Linked DNA regions of Sus scrofa: regions 1, 2, 4 and 5 are each linked to region 3. The links are chromatin contacts, called in public Hi-C, HiChIP or PLAC-seq and promoter capture Hi-C maps. All regions are on one chromosome and are shown on one strand. The core of a region is the stretch at or near the end of the contact, and the rest is flanking DNA. Distances in the headings are between cores, read along the strand shown. Region 1 holds the start of USMG5 (up-regulated during skeletal muscle growth protein 5). Region 2 holds the start of PCGF6 (polycomb group RING finger protein 6). Region 3 holds the start of WBP1L (WW domain binding protein 1-like). Region 4 has its middle 6.9 kb from the start of CALHM3. Region 5 holds the start of TAF5 (transcription initiation factor TFIID subunit 5).

Region 1 (2,700 bases), core at 173-2,672, 590 kb before region 3:
AAAAAAAAAGCTATAGATTCAATGTAGTAAATATCACTAAGCTTAATTCACAGATACACAAACAAATATATATATAAGCCCCTACCTTCAAAGCATATGCACACTTTTTCGTCTTTTTTTTTTTTGGCTGCACCTGTGGTATGTGGAAGTTCCCAGGCCAGGCACTGAACCCACGCTACAGCATTGACAAGGTGGGCCCTTAACCCAATAAGATACAAGGGAACTCTGAACAGACACACTTTTAAGAACAATTATGCAAATAATTTAAAATACAAATCAATTTATAAACTATCAACAAAGAAGCAGGAAATAATGAGGCTTTGGTAAAAGAGGAAAACAAAAGAAGCTTTTGGGCTATGTGTTAAAAGATAAATAGAATCTTGATAGGTGGAAAGGGAAAAGCAGAAGGAATGTGAGGAAAAGCATGGGAAAAGAAAAAGCAAATTATTTTGATAAGCATCAGCATCATGTCTGTCAAACTGTTGTTCAAAGGCTTGCTCTTGCCTTCCTTTGGAGAAAAGTTCAACTAGACCATAAAGTGATAAAAAGCATAATAAGTGGAGTTAAATTCTAAAAGACAGCTTGGGCTTTCTGTTTCAGAGCTCTCATTAGACGTGAATAGATTAACATTTACTTTGGCAAGTCTGAGCCTTAAGTAAAGGAAAAGATAAAACAGTAACCAAAAAAAAAAAAAAAAAAAAAGACTGCAGGCTATAGACTGGACTGGAGGAGAGAGGACTGAAGGAAGGTAATCTGGTAGAAGGCTTCAATTGCAGCACAACAGAAATCATGAGAACCAGAACTAGGTATAAACGAGAACGGAAGATTAGTGGGGTTGGTTCTGAAAGACACTTGGAAATAGGAATCTAGAAAGGCTTGAGACTGTGAAAGAGGCGAGGACCTAAAATGAACCTAGGAGTTGGAATCAGGAACGGATAGATATGTTTCGAAAAAATAAGAAAGTGCCGTGGGGTCAAGATTCCTGGGAGTTTGACCCTTAATCTCATTTCAGACCAGGGGAAACTGAAGTTTCAAAAGAGTAAAGCAGCAATCCAGCGGCAAAGAAGAGAATTAAGCTACCTTCAGGGGACAGATCCTAAAGTTACAGGAGCAAGTCAAGCAAAGCCGGCTTCTAAGCGGGTGCATGGTAGGGACCTGGAGGACTTAGTTCTGGAACAGACCTGGAAGCCACGACGTTTCCTCCCTTGTCGCCTTTACCCACACTCACCAAGCCAGGGACGCCAGCACTTCTACTTCGGAGGCCGCGCCACTGTGATCACACACGCGGAGACCCGCACGCCAGCAGCCCAACTCCGCCCTGCCGGAAGCGAGGGCGGGCTCTGCGCCCCACTTCCGTTACTACACTATGGAGTCCTACAGAGCGAGGGAGGAGATTTGAATACCGGAAGCGGAAGGGCGGGCCTCGAGCCGCAGCCAATCGACGTAGAGGGCCGAGTCGGTAAGGCCCGTTGAACGCGTGCGGGGGAGGAGGTTTCTTCCGGCCGGAGCGAGGGGGCAACTGGATACGTTGAAGGACACAGGCTGCGGAGTTTGTGCATTTTCGAAGGTGGGTGTGGAGGGGAGACCGGGCTCTGACCTCGCGCCTCCACTTTATGGGGCCAGCCTAGAATAGGACTGTTTTCTGGTCCAGGAACACCGCGAGGTCTTTGCTTTGGAGGGGCGAGACGGGGGGGTGAATGAAAAGGAATTGGAGAAAATGATGGCCGCGAGGGGTCGGATAGTGGCTAGGAAGCCTCAGTGAGAGGTAAAGGCCCTTAAAATGCATTTTCCGGTAAAGAAAAAAGGTCCGCAGCGAAGGGAGTCCGCCAAGGTCACCGAGTGACGTAATTTTGGATGAGAACTTCTGGCCGAATTAATCTCCTTTCCCATGTATGCGTATAGTAGTTTGTTTTCACTGAGCTGTGTTTAGGAAGTTGGCCAGCCAGGCGTTCTTTAGTTGTGGTGCAGCCTTTGTCAAACAGGAGTGAGCGTAGGCGGGCCCCTGCAGTTCGCCAGACCCGCTGGTTAGATGCAGCCTGTGTTCAATCAGCGGGAAGACCTTTCCTAGAAGGTAGCCAGAAGAGGACTGTAAACTCCTTGCAGTGCAAGAAGCTGCTTCTGGTACCTGAGCAGCTTTCACTCGTCTCTGCCTCGTAATCTCACTCATCATTCTAGGTAAACGTCCAGTCAGACAGAAAAAAACAGTATCGGGAAAACAAAGTAGCGAGGGCATTTGGTCGCTTTGGGCCTTTTCTGAAGTGCCCACTTATCGGTGAAGAGAGGAATGGAAAGATTGATTATATTTAATAGTAGTTTGCCGCTCAATTAGAAACAAAAGTGAAGACCCCATCGCTTAGACTTTGCCATAGGCTACCATTTAACAATGGTACGGTTATTTTTAGTCTTAGGTAATTTTCTTCATTACTATCTGTCTAAGCTGAAGTATGACTCAAAAGGAAAGCAAGTTTCAGTTCAGTTACTCCACGAAGGACACTCTAACACAAGGATTCCTGATCTTTGCCCCAAAGTAACCTGCGATTTGCTGAGGATGCAGACCCAGGTGTTTCCAGGCTTTGTTCCAGTTATTTATCAGCAGCATCCCACTTCCCCCTCCAACTCAGCATTTCAAGAGTCTTCCTCTAAGACCTAGACTAAATTGTGATTCCTATACTATACCTTTTCCTACCGTCGGAATTAGCC
Region 2 (2,700 bases), core at 146-2,645, 550 kb before region 3:
ATGTATCTACTTATGAACAGATTTATTACAAGGAATTGCCTTACATGATTGTTAGGTCTTGCTAAGCAGGTCTTAGCAATTTGTGGGGCAAGTGAACAGTATGGAAACTCCCATGCAGGAGCTGATGCTGCAGTCCATAGGAAGAATGTCTTCCTCAGAGGAATCTCAGCTTTGCTTTTAAGGCTTCTCAACTGATTGGATGAATTTTATTTAAATTATAAAAGATAGTATCTTTCACTTAAAGTCAACTGATGGAGTTCCCATTGTGGCTCAGTGGAAACAAATCCAACTGGGAACCATGAGGTTGCAGGTTCAATCCCTGGTCTCGCTCAGTGGGTTAAGGATCCTGCATTGCCATGAGCTGTGGTGTAGGTGGCAAACACGGCTTGGATCTGGTGTGGCTGTGGCTGTGGCGTAGGCCAGCAGCTGTAGCTATGATTAGACCCTAAGCCTGGGACTCTCCATATACTGTGGGTGTGGCTCTAAAAAGCAAATAAATAAATACATAAATAAAATAAAGTCAACTGATGATAATATTAATCGAACGTACAAAAATACCTTCACGGAAACACCTATGTGTTTGATTGAAAAACTATACTATATCCTAGTCAAGTTGACACATAAAACTAGCCATCACACCATAGGACTGACAAATCCTGGAGCTATTTCAGTTTACTGCTCCCAAATTAACATTAATTTTACTCAGTGACAACACATTCTCTCACAAATGTGATTTCCTCCCAGCATTATCTCATTGAGGAGCATTTGATTCCTCCCTGAATCTGGCTTCCAAACATTACCCGACATTAGTTGGCACTATCTTACCAATAATAAAGAACACCAACTCCAAATCTCTCTTCTAATAAAACTGGGGGTTTGGGGTGCATGGATAGGGCTCATTTCCTGCCACAGTAGATCCTCAACAAATGTTTGTTGAATTAAATATAATTGACTTTCCTTTATGTAATAGGGAATAATAGACTGTCTTTGGTGATTAAGTTTTCATCCTGTAGCAAGATAAAAATACAAGATTTGATTCCTCCAAATAAGTAAACGTATATATTTAACTTCCTAATGGAAATAACCTTGCATGGAAGAAACGCATAATTGGTACTCAAATCGAAATCATTATTATTCATAATGCAACATTGTTATAGGATCTGTTTCAGTGCTCTGAACATCAGGTGATACAAAGAGAATATTGTTGTCTGAGAGGTAGCAATTTTGTGAAGGGAGCGTCAGCCTTTCAAAGGAAAAAATGGGTGAGATTCCTCTGAGGCCTGCAAGCCCCGCCCCATATACCTGAGTGGCTCCGCCTACGCCGCGGACTTAGGTGAGGAGCAACGAACCACAGTTCCCAGCGGGCTCCGCAGGCCTCCCGCGCCTGCGTACTGGCGGCTCAGGCAGGCGGGCGGAACTCCCGCGCTATCCAGCCACCTGGTCTCGCCTCGCCTGGTCTCTGCCCTCGGCATGGAGGGGGTCCCGGCGGTAACGACAGGCAACGCCGGCGCTACCAAGGCCGAGGGAGCCGCAGCCATGCCGCCGCCGCCCCCCGTCTCCCCGCCTGCCCTCACCCCCGCGCCCTCAGCGGGTGAGGAGGGCCCGCCGCCTTTGCCCGAGGCGGGGGCTCCCGGCTGCTCCGGCTCCCGGCCCCCTGAGCTGGAGCCCGAGCGCAGCCTGGGCCGTTTGAGGAGCCGCTTCGAGGACGAGGACGAGGAGTTGGAAGAGGATGAAGACCTGGATGAGGAAGAAGAGGAGGAGGAGGAGGAAGAGATGAGCCACTTCTCGCTGAGGTTGGAGGGGGGCCGGCCGGACTCCGAGGACGAGGAGGAGGTATCGCTAGCCCCTGTCCGACCATGCGAGGCCTCCTCAGTCAGGGCCCGGCGGGGTCTCCCGCTCGCTGCTGCAGCCTTTGGCACCTGTGTCGACCCGCCCTCCCTGCGCTGCCTGCCTAGGCTTGTGGTGCGGACTGGTCTTCCGTGCCAGCCCGATTCGCTGCCGACTCATTTTGTGAGGTTCCTGCAGTCGCTTAGGCTCTCTGGGTCCGACTTACTCATTATTGAAACTACTGCCAGGGGCGAAGGCGCCAAGGGTTCCGTCCTCCTGCCTTCTTGGAGTGTGCAGTGGGACGGGCGGGGGAACAGTCCATTTCTACAGGGTCTTGAAAGGATGGTAAACCCTTCCCCACCTAATCAATCTCTGACTGGGAAGACTTTTTAAAATGGGACAGCGCATACTTAATCAAGTTAGGCAATGCACCTAGGTAGTGAGAATTAATATATTAAACACTAGTATCTGGAAGTTTGTCCACTTCGCAGTAATTCATAAAGTAGGATGCCATTTATCTGGCAATATACAATATATCCAAAGAGTGAAAGCTTTTTGAAACATCGGTTTATGTTGTGTTATTATTGTAACTTTGAGAGTATTCTGAAGAGTTGTAGGTACTGTAACAAGTTTCCATGTTGCAAAGTAAGCTACACTTTATTGGTATTAGTTTGAGAAGGCAAGGACTTGTATTTTAAAACCATTTCCATTGCATTTGCAGCGCCTGATTAACCTTTCTGAGCTGACCCCATACATCTTGTGTTCCATTTGCAAAGGTTACTTAATAGATGCAACTACCATTACAGAATGTCTTCATACATGTAAGCATTTCCAAATAATATAGCTTTTGAATGTCTTGAAAGCATTTCCAAA
Region 3 (2,700 bases), core at 171-2,670:
TTTTGGAGTGATGAAAATGTTTTGGAACTAGATAGAGGCGGTGGTTGCACAACACTGTGAGTGTACTAAATGCCACTGAAGTATTCACTTTAAAATGGTTAAGTGGTTTTAAATGGTTTATGTTATATACACTTCAGGTCATTTAAAAAATTAATTTGTTACATAGAGGATGAGCAAGACAAGATGCATATGTGAAAAGACTGCCCATAAACTCCTAGGGAAAAGATAAGTGTGTGTATTTTTGCTGGTACTCTGCGTCTACTTGATCACAACACAAAGTTCATGCTAAGCTGTAGAGACTCTGCCATTTTGCTCTGTGTGTGTGCCTTTCTGAAAAGACAGGGACGGGAACAGAAAGTGAAGAAAATAGAATGGTAAAGCCTTGCCAAATGCAAGGGAAGGAGGGGTGATTCCCCCTGCTGCACCCCACCCAACTTGGCACCAGGAGCAACGCTCCCATTAAGGTTTCGAAATGCCAGCAGCAGCTGAAATCAGCACAAGCTTCTCTGCCTGGATAAGAGGCAAGCCACCTAGCAAGAAAAGCTGGGGTGCTCCATTTGTTGCCCTTACTGGCATCAGCACCACCCTTTGCTCAAAACGCCGAGCTGGCCCAGACCGACATCGGTGACTGGCTCCCCCAGACCAGCCAGCCCGCCCAACAGTGAGAGCTTGTTACCGCTCGTGTGCCATGCTCCTGAGGAGCCCCAGTCTACTTCATCTCACCTGCCTTCCAAGATCCCTGCCTCCAACACCATTAAAAATGGGGCCTAGAGGCTCCTAGACCTTTCCCAGGTGCAGCTTGAAATAAATATCCTCTCAGCCCCTCCCTCCCTCTCAGGCCCACTCAATAACCCACGGACCCCTATCCGCACAGACGTAAACGCGGCATCGCTGCCTTGGAGACACTGTGAGACAAGAATGCGCGCCCCTCATGCCCCTGCTTGGCACCACTATCCGGCCACAGCCATCCCATCCCACCTTACCTAACTGCCGTCTCAAAGACCCCTCACTCACTTGGTACCATGCCTCTGCCACTTCCCTGACACCAAAGCCGTCACAGGTGTCCCTCAGTTAAACACCGACGCCCCCTTACATCCTGTCCACTCCAGACATGGGTGCCCCTCTTGGGACCCGTCGACTCTTGACAACATCCCTTCAGCCCCCTCCAGCCAGGCCTCGACGACCCCCAGACCTCCAGCCTGGCCCAGACGCTCCCTCCCCCTTACCTGCGGGGGTTCGGCCCTGGCTGACAGGGGGCTGGGCAGCGCCTGGAGGAGCAGGAGCGCCATGCCACCCAGGAGCCTTCTCCTCTCCATCCCCCTCCTGCTCCTGCTCCTCCGCCACGGCGCCGCCGCCTCCCTCCTCCTCCTCCCTCTCCTCCTCTTCCCTCTTCTTCCTTCTTCCCTTCTTTTCCTGTTTCACTCTCCCCACCCGCTTCCGGCTCTGCTCCACCCCGCCCAGCCGAAACACCTCCCAGACGCTGGGATGGTTCTCCAGTTCCAGCGCTTCATTGGTTTTATCCCTTTTTCCATTGGTTAAAACAGCCGTCGATCAAATACAAGTCCCGCCCCCTCATGATGTCGGAAGACCGGAGAGAGCTGGCCAATGAAAAGTAGGAGGAAGCCGGGCCATCTTGAGTGCTGCGAGGAGGCGTAAACGCGTGCTGCTCCGCAGAGAGTGGCGGAAGTAGCTGGAATCACGGGGCTGGGCAATCCAAAACATGTATAGAAGTCCATTTTGGTGCCGCCATCTTGAGTGTGGCGGAAGATTTCCCCAGTTCAGCAAAGAAAGGGAAGGGGTATAGCAATTCTAAGGGGTGTTGGAAAATAAGTTCATTTTAGAAGGTAACCGAGCGCTCTGAAAGACAACTGCAGTCTAAAGAGCTTTTGATGTCTTTTGTCTTTAAGCATAGCCCCAGTACCAGGTCCCGCTCGTGATCTCAAACAGTGGTTTCAGTCAATTTGAATTCCCTATAAGGCAGTACCTTTATTTGAGACAGTGCTTTGTCACCACAAATGAGAGAGACGAAATTCTATTGATTCTACCTTAAAAATAGGTCTGAAATCCATCCCCATTGCTTCAATCCATGTTCTCATTTTCTGGCTAAATACAAATGGTCTCTTCTGTCCCAGTTCCAATTCTTTCTTGAATCCCTTTCACCAACCAAAGCTGGGGTGCTCTACCACCTAAAACCAAGAATTCTCATCTCAGGGCTTCCCCTCTCGAAATACTTCAACCACCTGGACTGGACTTATAGTCCCAACTTTTAACATGCTTCTTTGTGTGTCCTGGTCCCAGCATACCTCTTTATCTCACCCACTGCCGCTTCACTTCCCACATCCTGCTCACACGTAACAGTTTAGAGCTCCCCAGAGTACTGAGCTATGCAGTGCCCTTAACTTCATTTACACTTTACACAGTTTCCTGTTTACAAACTCCTCATTCCCACCCCCTCCTCTCTTCTGAATTCACATAACACTTAGCACACAGTGTATCTATCTGTAGTTTCTGCCTGCTTGACCCCTCCCACTAGACGTGTAGCTTTTTGTATGGCACACCAGATCTTACACATTTTTTTTTAAAGAAACTCCTACAGCACCTTGTACAGGGCCCAGTCACGAGCTCAATCAATGTTGGGAGAATAAACGAACAAAAGAAGACCCAAAGCAGAGAAGCCAGCTGCCCTGTAGCTGCCAATTT
Region 4 (2,700 bases), core at 122-2,621, 680 kb before region 3:
ACGAGGTGGAGATTCACTCTAAGATTTTCCCAAATGGGGAGTTCCCATTGTGGCACAGCATAAACGAATCCGACTAGGAACCATGAGGTTGTAGGTTTGATCCCTGGCCTCGCTCAGTGGGTTAAGGATCTGGCGTTGCCATGAGCTGTGGTGTAGGTCGCAGACGAGGCTTGGATCTGGCATTGCTGTGGCTGTGGTGTAGGCCAGCAACTGTAGCTCCAATTAGACCCCTAGCCTGGGAACCTCCATATGCCACCGGTGTGGCCCTAAAAAGAAAAAAAAAAAAGATTTTCCCAGATGGTTAGCCAGCTCTTCCGATGCCATTTGTCAGAGTCTCCCCTTTCTTTTTCATTCTCTTTTCCAACCCTTAGGGGCCACAGAGCTCTACATAGTCACCAGAGTGGAGCCCCTAGAAGTGCCACGTTGCTTTTGCCCTGTTCTGCCAGAGACAGACAAGAAAGGCCTGTCACCAGGATGCCACGGAGGCCTCTGTCATCAGGGTAGAAGAGAGTCAGGTCTCTCAGGGCCAGAGAAGGCACCACGGCTCTGAGAGACAAGAGCGAACAATAGCCTCCTCGTCCTGAGAGAAGTAGGACATGCATCCAATGTCTTCCTTCTGAGGGAAACTTCAGGGGAGGGTGTGTCCACTGTCCGGGAAGAAGAAACATAGTCGCGCCGGTATTTCTTTCTCTTTTTTTTTGTCTTTCTAGGGCCATGCCCATGGCATGGGGAGGTTCCCAGGCTAGGGGTACAATCGGAGCAGTAGTTGCCATCCTACACCACAGCCACAGCAACACGGGATCCAAGCCACATCTGAGATGGAGCAGGGATGCTAGTCAGGTTCATTACCACTGAACTCCGACACCGGCCTTTCTGAAGACACACTCTTACATACACACCACACACCCACACGCTACACGTCATACACATACACATACAGACACACATACCACACACATGCACACAATCACACGCACTACACATCATATACACATGCACACACAACACACACATGAACACACTTTATGCATCATACACATACACACCACATACATACAAGGGCATGTACTGCATTCACCACACTTCTACCTACACGCCACACACGCATGTAATATACATCACACACACACACACACACACACACACTACACATCACACATACACCACATACACATGTACACACACAACATATACCCACTCACACACACCACACACACACCACACATACATAACACTACACATCACACACATCACATACACACTACACGCATACCCCACACACATTACACACCACACACGCACACACACTACATACCCTACACACTCCACATAACACCACACACAAACACACACACACACACAGCAGATACATCAACTCCTCCAGTAGGGGGCAGCCTGTCCTAAAGAGCCCTCTAAATCACAGGCACTCTGAAGACAATTCAGCCAATGTTTCTCAAATAATACCCAGATTTCTTTTGAAGGATATAAAAATCCAGAAGACCCCTAGGACTAAGTCTGCAAGACCCCAATTTGAGAAAAAAAGAAACCAAAGGCTGGTTCTACAAAGATCTTCCTATTGCAAGTTAACACGTGTTTAAAACTACTAAATAGATTTAAGTAAGAATTAAAATGAAAATCTGACTATATGCAGATGACATGATATTATACATAGAACCCTAAGTACTCTTCACAACAACTACTTGATCTGATAAAATTTAGCAAAGTAGAAGAATATAAGATGAACATTCAGAAATCGGTTGCACTTCTCTAAAAATGAAATATTATAAAAGCAATATTTTTTTAAATGCCTTCTAAAATTGCACCAGAGGAGTTCCCATTGTGGCTCAACAGGTTAAGGAACCAACATTGTCTCTGTGAGGATGCAGGTTCAATCTCTGGCTTCACTCAGTGGGTTAAAGGATAGATAGCTGTGGCATAGACTTCAGCAGCAACTCTGATTCAACCCCTAGCCCGGGAACTTCCATATGCCGCAAGTGCAGCTGTAAAAAGAAAAATAAATAATTAAAAATAATAAAATTGCACACTCAAAATTACCTAATAATAAACTTGACCAAGGAGGTAAAAGACTTATACACTGAGAACTACAAAACATTAATGAAGAAAATTGAAGAGGATTCAAAGAAATGGAAAGATATTCCATGCTCCTGGATTGGAAGAATTAATATTGCTTAAATTACTATACTACCCCCCCAATCTACAGACTTAATGCAATCCCTATCAAATTACCCATGACATTTTTTATAGAACTAGAACAAATAATCCAAAATATTATATGGAACCATAAAAGACCTAGAATTTCCAAAGCAAAACTGAAGGAAAAAAACAAAGCAGGAGGCATAACTCTCCCAGACTTCAGACAATATTACAATGCTACGGGAGTTCCTGTTGTGGGTCAGTGGTTAATGAATCCAAATAGGAACCATGAAGTTGCAGGTTCCATCCCTGGCCTCATTCAGTGGGTTAAGGATCCAGCATTGCCATGAGCTGTGGTGTAGGTTGCAGATGTGGCTTGGATCTGGCGTTGCTGTGGCTATGGCATAGGCCAGCAGCTGTAGCTCTGATTCCACCCCTAGCCTGGGAACTTCCACATGCCGCGGGTACGGCCCTAAAAAGCAAATAAATAAGTAAATAAATAAACCAATGGTACCTAATCAAGTGTATAAGCTTTTGCACAGCAGA
Region 5 (2,700 bases), core at 89-2,588, 570 kb before region 3:
GTAGGTCGCAGACACAGCTCAGATCCTGCCTTGCTGTGGCTTAGGCTGGCAGCTGTAGCACGATTCCACCCCTAGCCTGGGAACTTCCATATGCCACAGGTGTGGCCCTAAAAAGCAAAATAAAATAAAATGCAAATTCCCAGAGTCCACCTGCATGGGGTCTGACTCACTAAGTCCGAAGTGACGCCTAGGAATCTGCATTCCCCTAAAAGATGGAACACTAGCGATAGTAAGCCTGTATTTTGAGAAAACTGGCTATACTATATTTCATCACTCTCTGGCTGTGTCAAAGCAAGTCCCTGGGCTCTTCTCAGACTCTTTTCTCATCTTTAAAATAGAGGTACTGTCTACCTCACAGTATAACAGTGAAAATTAAGATGCATAATTTAAAGTACACTAGTACAATATTGTACAAATATTGTTAGTGCTAATACACCCCTGCACAAGGCCCAAGAGCTTAAATAAAACGAAAGGGGCCAAAAGCCTGAACATCCCCGGCTCTCTGCGCCCACCGTCCCCGTACATCCCTGGGCTCAATAGCTCTCCAGAGCCTCTCTCTGGAACTGACAGCTAGGAAGAGGGTTTGACTGCGCAGCCGGCGCACTAGGGAAAGGGGCGGGCATGTGGCCCTAGAGGCGGGCCCAGGAAATTCAAAACAAGCCCGCAGAGGTGCAGGCCTGCCAGCCTCTGCCTTCCCTGCTTGATCTCCTACTTGCCGGTCTTGCCTCCCAGGGACCCCGCGGCTCACCTTTCCCCGGAGCCGCAGGACCTGTCGCTAAGCCCGAGACAGCAGAGGCTCCCGAAGCGGCGCTGCCGGGAGGCTCTGGGGCCGCAGGGCCGGGGCCCGAGGAAGTGACCCGGCTGAGAAGCGCGCTAGCCGTCTCAGCGCCGGCGCCGTCCGCCTCTCCCGGGGCTCCGGAGCCCGCCACTGCCTCCTCTAGCAGACGGGCCTCACGGCGCAGCGCCTCTTCGGCCTCACGGAGGTTGTTCTGCCGTAGAAACTGCAGTACAGCCAGCAGAGTCTGTCGGTCGTGGGGCCCGCCAGCCTCCGGAGCAGCGGCGGCCACCGGAGCCACCCCCGCCGGGGCAACGGCGGACACAGCCACCGAGGGCTTAGGAGTTCCACCATCCCCGCCGGCCGACGACGATGCCGCAACGTTCCCGCCACCGCCATTGGGGCCGTTGTTGGTTGCGCCACCGCCACCCTCGCCAGCGCCGTCCCCCGCCTGCGGAGGTAGCAGCGTCGGCGGTCCTTCAGGCTCTAACTTGACCGCCACCTCCGTCTGCTCCTCCGCCAGCGCCGCCATCTTGCGGCTGAGCCACCTCGCGCCGTCAAGCGTGATTGCGTTTTCGCCACATGGAGGGCGGGGAGGAGCGTTTTACGACAGCTCTGGAAGGCAATTTGCGGCAGTAGGAGGGGCGAGAAATAAGGAGAAAAAGGAATAGGAGCGAGAGCGACTTTCAAAAGTGAGTGACAAAAAGGCAGGAAGTTGGGATGAGGGACCGCCTCTTCTGTTTGCCCGATGATAATTACCGTTTATTGCGGACCGGCTATATTCAGGCACTGCGATAGACACTTTACATTATATGCCCTCATATAATTAAACAACCTCGTAAAGTACTATTATCTTCACTTTGCATTGGTTAAGCCTCCAGCATTGTCACTGCAGCAGCTCGGGTGGCCACAAGGCACAGCCAAAAAAAAAATTTTGTTTTTAAAGTAAGATTATGAAACATGGGGGGAGGAGCATTAGGGGAGATGAACAATAATTGGTTAGCATTTATTCAGCAGTGGCCAAGAGAGAAAAAACCAAATTCAGATGGTAACAATTATGAGATGGGGAAATTCATCCTATACCTCATGATCATTCAACTGATTTTTCTAATTCATTATTCGCTAATTGATATGTAATTAATTGGTAATTAGTTTAGAACTTAGATGAGAAATGCCATAAATAAACCCAGGTGTATTTACTATTCCCTGGAAAGATGTTTTACCCTATTATGAATAGTAAAACTTCTGATGCATACATCAGTCTCCTGAATTAGGTCTTAGAAACTGGATCCAGCTATACAGATGAAGCCCAGAAACTGGGACTGCAGAAGTACAGCCACTCCGTTTCCTTCTGTGGTGTCTAACCTTTTACCTGGCTTTGTCTTTTAAGTTCCACAGAGTCTGGTTTGGGACTTCAGCCAAAGCCACTTATACCACATAGAGTGGCTTTTCTGTTACACCACAAATAAAATCTGTAGTATTTTTTCTTTTCTTTTCTTTCTTTCTTTATTTTTTTATTTTATTTTATTTTATTTTATTTTATTTTATTTTTGGCCATGACCACAGCAAGCAGAAGTTCTTGGGCCAGGGGTCAAACCCATACAACAGCAGCAATCTGAGCCACAGCTGTGACAGTGCCGGATCTTTAACCCACTAGACCATCAGGGAACTCCCAAAATCTCTGTATTTTTTATTGAAGGACTTCAAAGCCCACTTTTTTTGTCTTTTTTGTCTTTTGTCTTTTTTTGTTGTTGTTGTTGCTATTTCTTGGGCTGCTCCCGCGGCATATGGAGGTTCCCAGGCTAGGGGTCAAATCGGAGCTGTAGCCACCGGCCTACGCCAGAGCCACAGCAACGCAGGATCCGAGCCGCGTCTGCAACCTACACCACAGCTCACGGCAACGCCGGATCGTTAACCCACTGAGC

What was found. Promoter capture Hi-C pulls out the DNA fragments that hold promoters and counts their contacts. Hi-C and Micro-C count contacts between places; a contact is called where the count stands out from the background. HiChIP or PLAC-seq counts read pairs in DNA pulled down with a chosen protein or histone mark.
Region 1: a contact with region 3 is called in a Hi-C map of liver, with 4 times the contacts expected there. The contact joins the promoter of USMG5 here to the promoter of WBP1L in region 3. A contact is called at or near these places in 1 of 5 promoter capture datasets (fetal liver), 2 of 47 Hi-C or Micro-C datasets (heart right ventricle and liver) and 1 of 2 datasets of contacts at active chromatin or transcription factors (alveolar macrophages).
Region 2: a contact with region 3 is called in a promoter capture Hi-C map of liver, with 5 times the contacts expected there. The contact joins the promoter of PCGF6 here to the promoter of WBP1L in region 3. A contact is called at or near these places in 1 of 5 promoter capture datasets (liver) and 5 of 47 Hi-C or Micro-C datasets (embryonic fibroblasts, omental adipose tissue, retroperitoneal adipose tissue and 1 more).
Region 4: a contact with region 3 is called in an H3K27ac HiChIP or PLAC-seq map of alveolar macrophages. The contact joins the enhancer-like site here to the promoter of WBP1L in region 3. A contact is called at or near these places in 5 of 47 Hi-C or Micro-C datasets (embryonic fibroblasts, fibroblasts, heart right ventricle and 2 more) and 1 of 2 datasets of contacts at active chromatin or transcription factors (alveolar macrophages).
Region 5: a contact with region 3 is called in a promoter capture Hi-C map of liver, with 5 times the contacts expected there. The contact joins the promoter of TAF5 here to the promoter of WBP1L in region 3. A contact is called at or near these places in 2 of 5 promoter capture datasets (fetal liver and liver) and 1 of 2 datasets of contacts at active chromatin or transcription factors (alveolar macrophages).

Annotation. Positions count from the first base shown.
Region 1 is chr14:114,326,239-114,328,938 of Sscrofa11.1, reverse strand. It overlaps USMG5 (up-regulated during skeletal muscle growth protein 5), which reads left to right and starts at 1,422. Exons shown (of 4, transcript XM_021073491.1): 1 at 1,422-1,567. PDCD11 (protein RRP5 homolog) reads right to left here and starts at 1,356. Exons shown (of 38, transcript XR_002338761.1): 1 at 1,229-1,356.
Region 2 is chr14:114,286,152-114,288,851 of Sscrofa11.1, reverse strand. PCGF6 (polycomb group RING finger protein 6) reads left to right here and starts at 1,395. Exons shown (of 27, transcript XR_002338753.1): 1 at 1,395-1,833; 2 at 2,549-2,648.
Region 3 is chr14:113,736,478-113,739,177 of Sscrofa11.1, reverse strand. WBP1L (WW domain binding protein 1-like) reads right to left here and starts at 1,420. Exons shown (of 4, transcript XM_001929157.7): 1 at 1,227-1,420. The coding sequence starts at 1,316.
Region 4 is chr14:114,418,937-114,421,636 of Sscrofa11.1, reverse strand. No RefSeq gene overlaps it. Among named protein-coding and RNA genes, the nearest start is that of CALHM3, 6.9 kb to the right of the region's middle. Within about 2 kb of position 1,371, at least 1 of the 83 cell types and tissues checked has an H3K27ac peak or open chromatin away from gene starts, as enhancers often do. A contact at or near this core is called in alveolar macrophages, where this site is marked.
Region 5 is chr14:114,303,201-114,305,900 of Sscrofa11.1, reverse strand. TAF5 (transcription initiation factor TFIID subunit 5) reads right to left here and starts at 1,338. Exons shown (of 11, transcript XM_021073484.1): 1 at 749-1,338. The coding sequence starts at 1,307.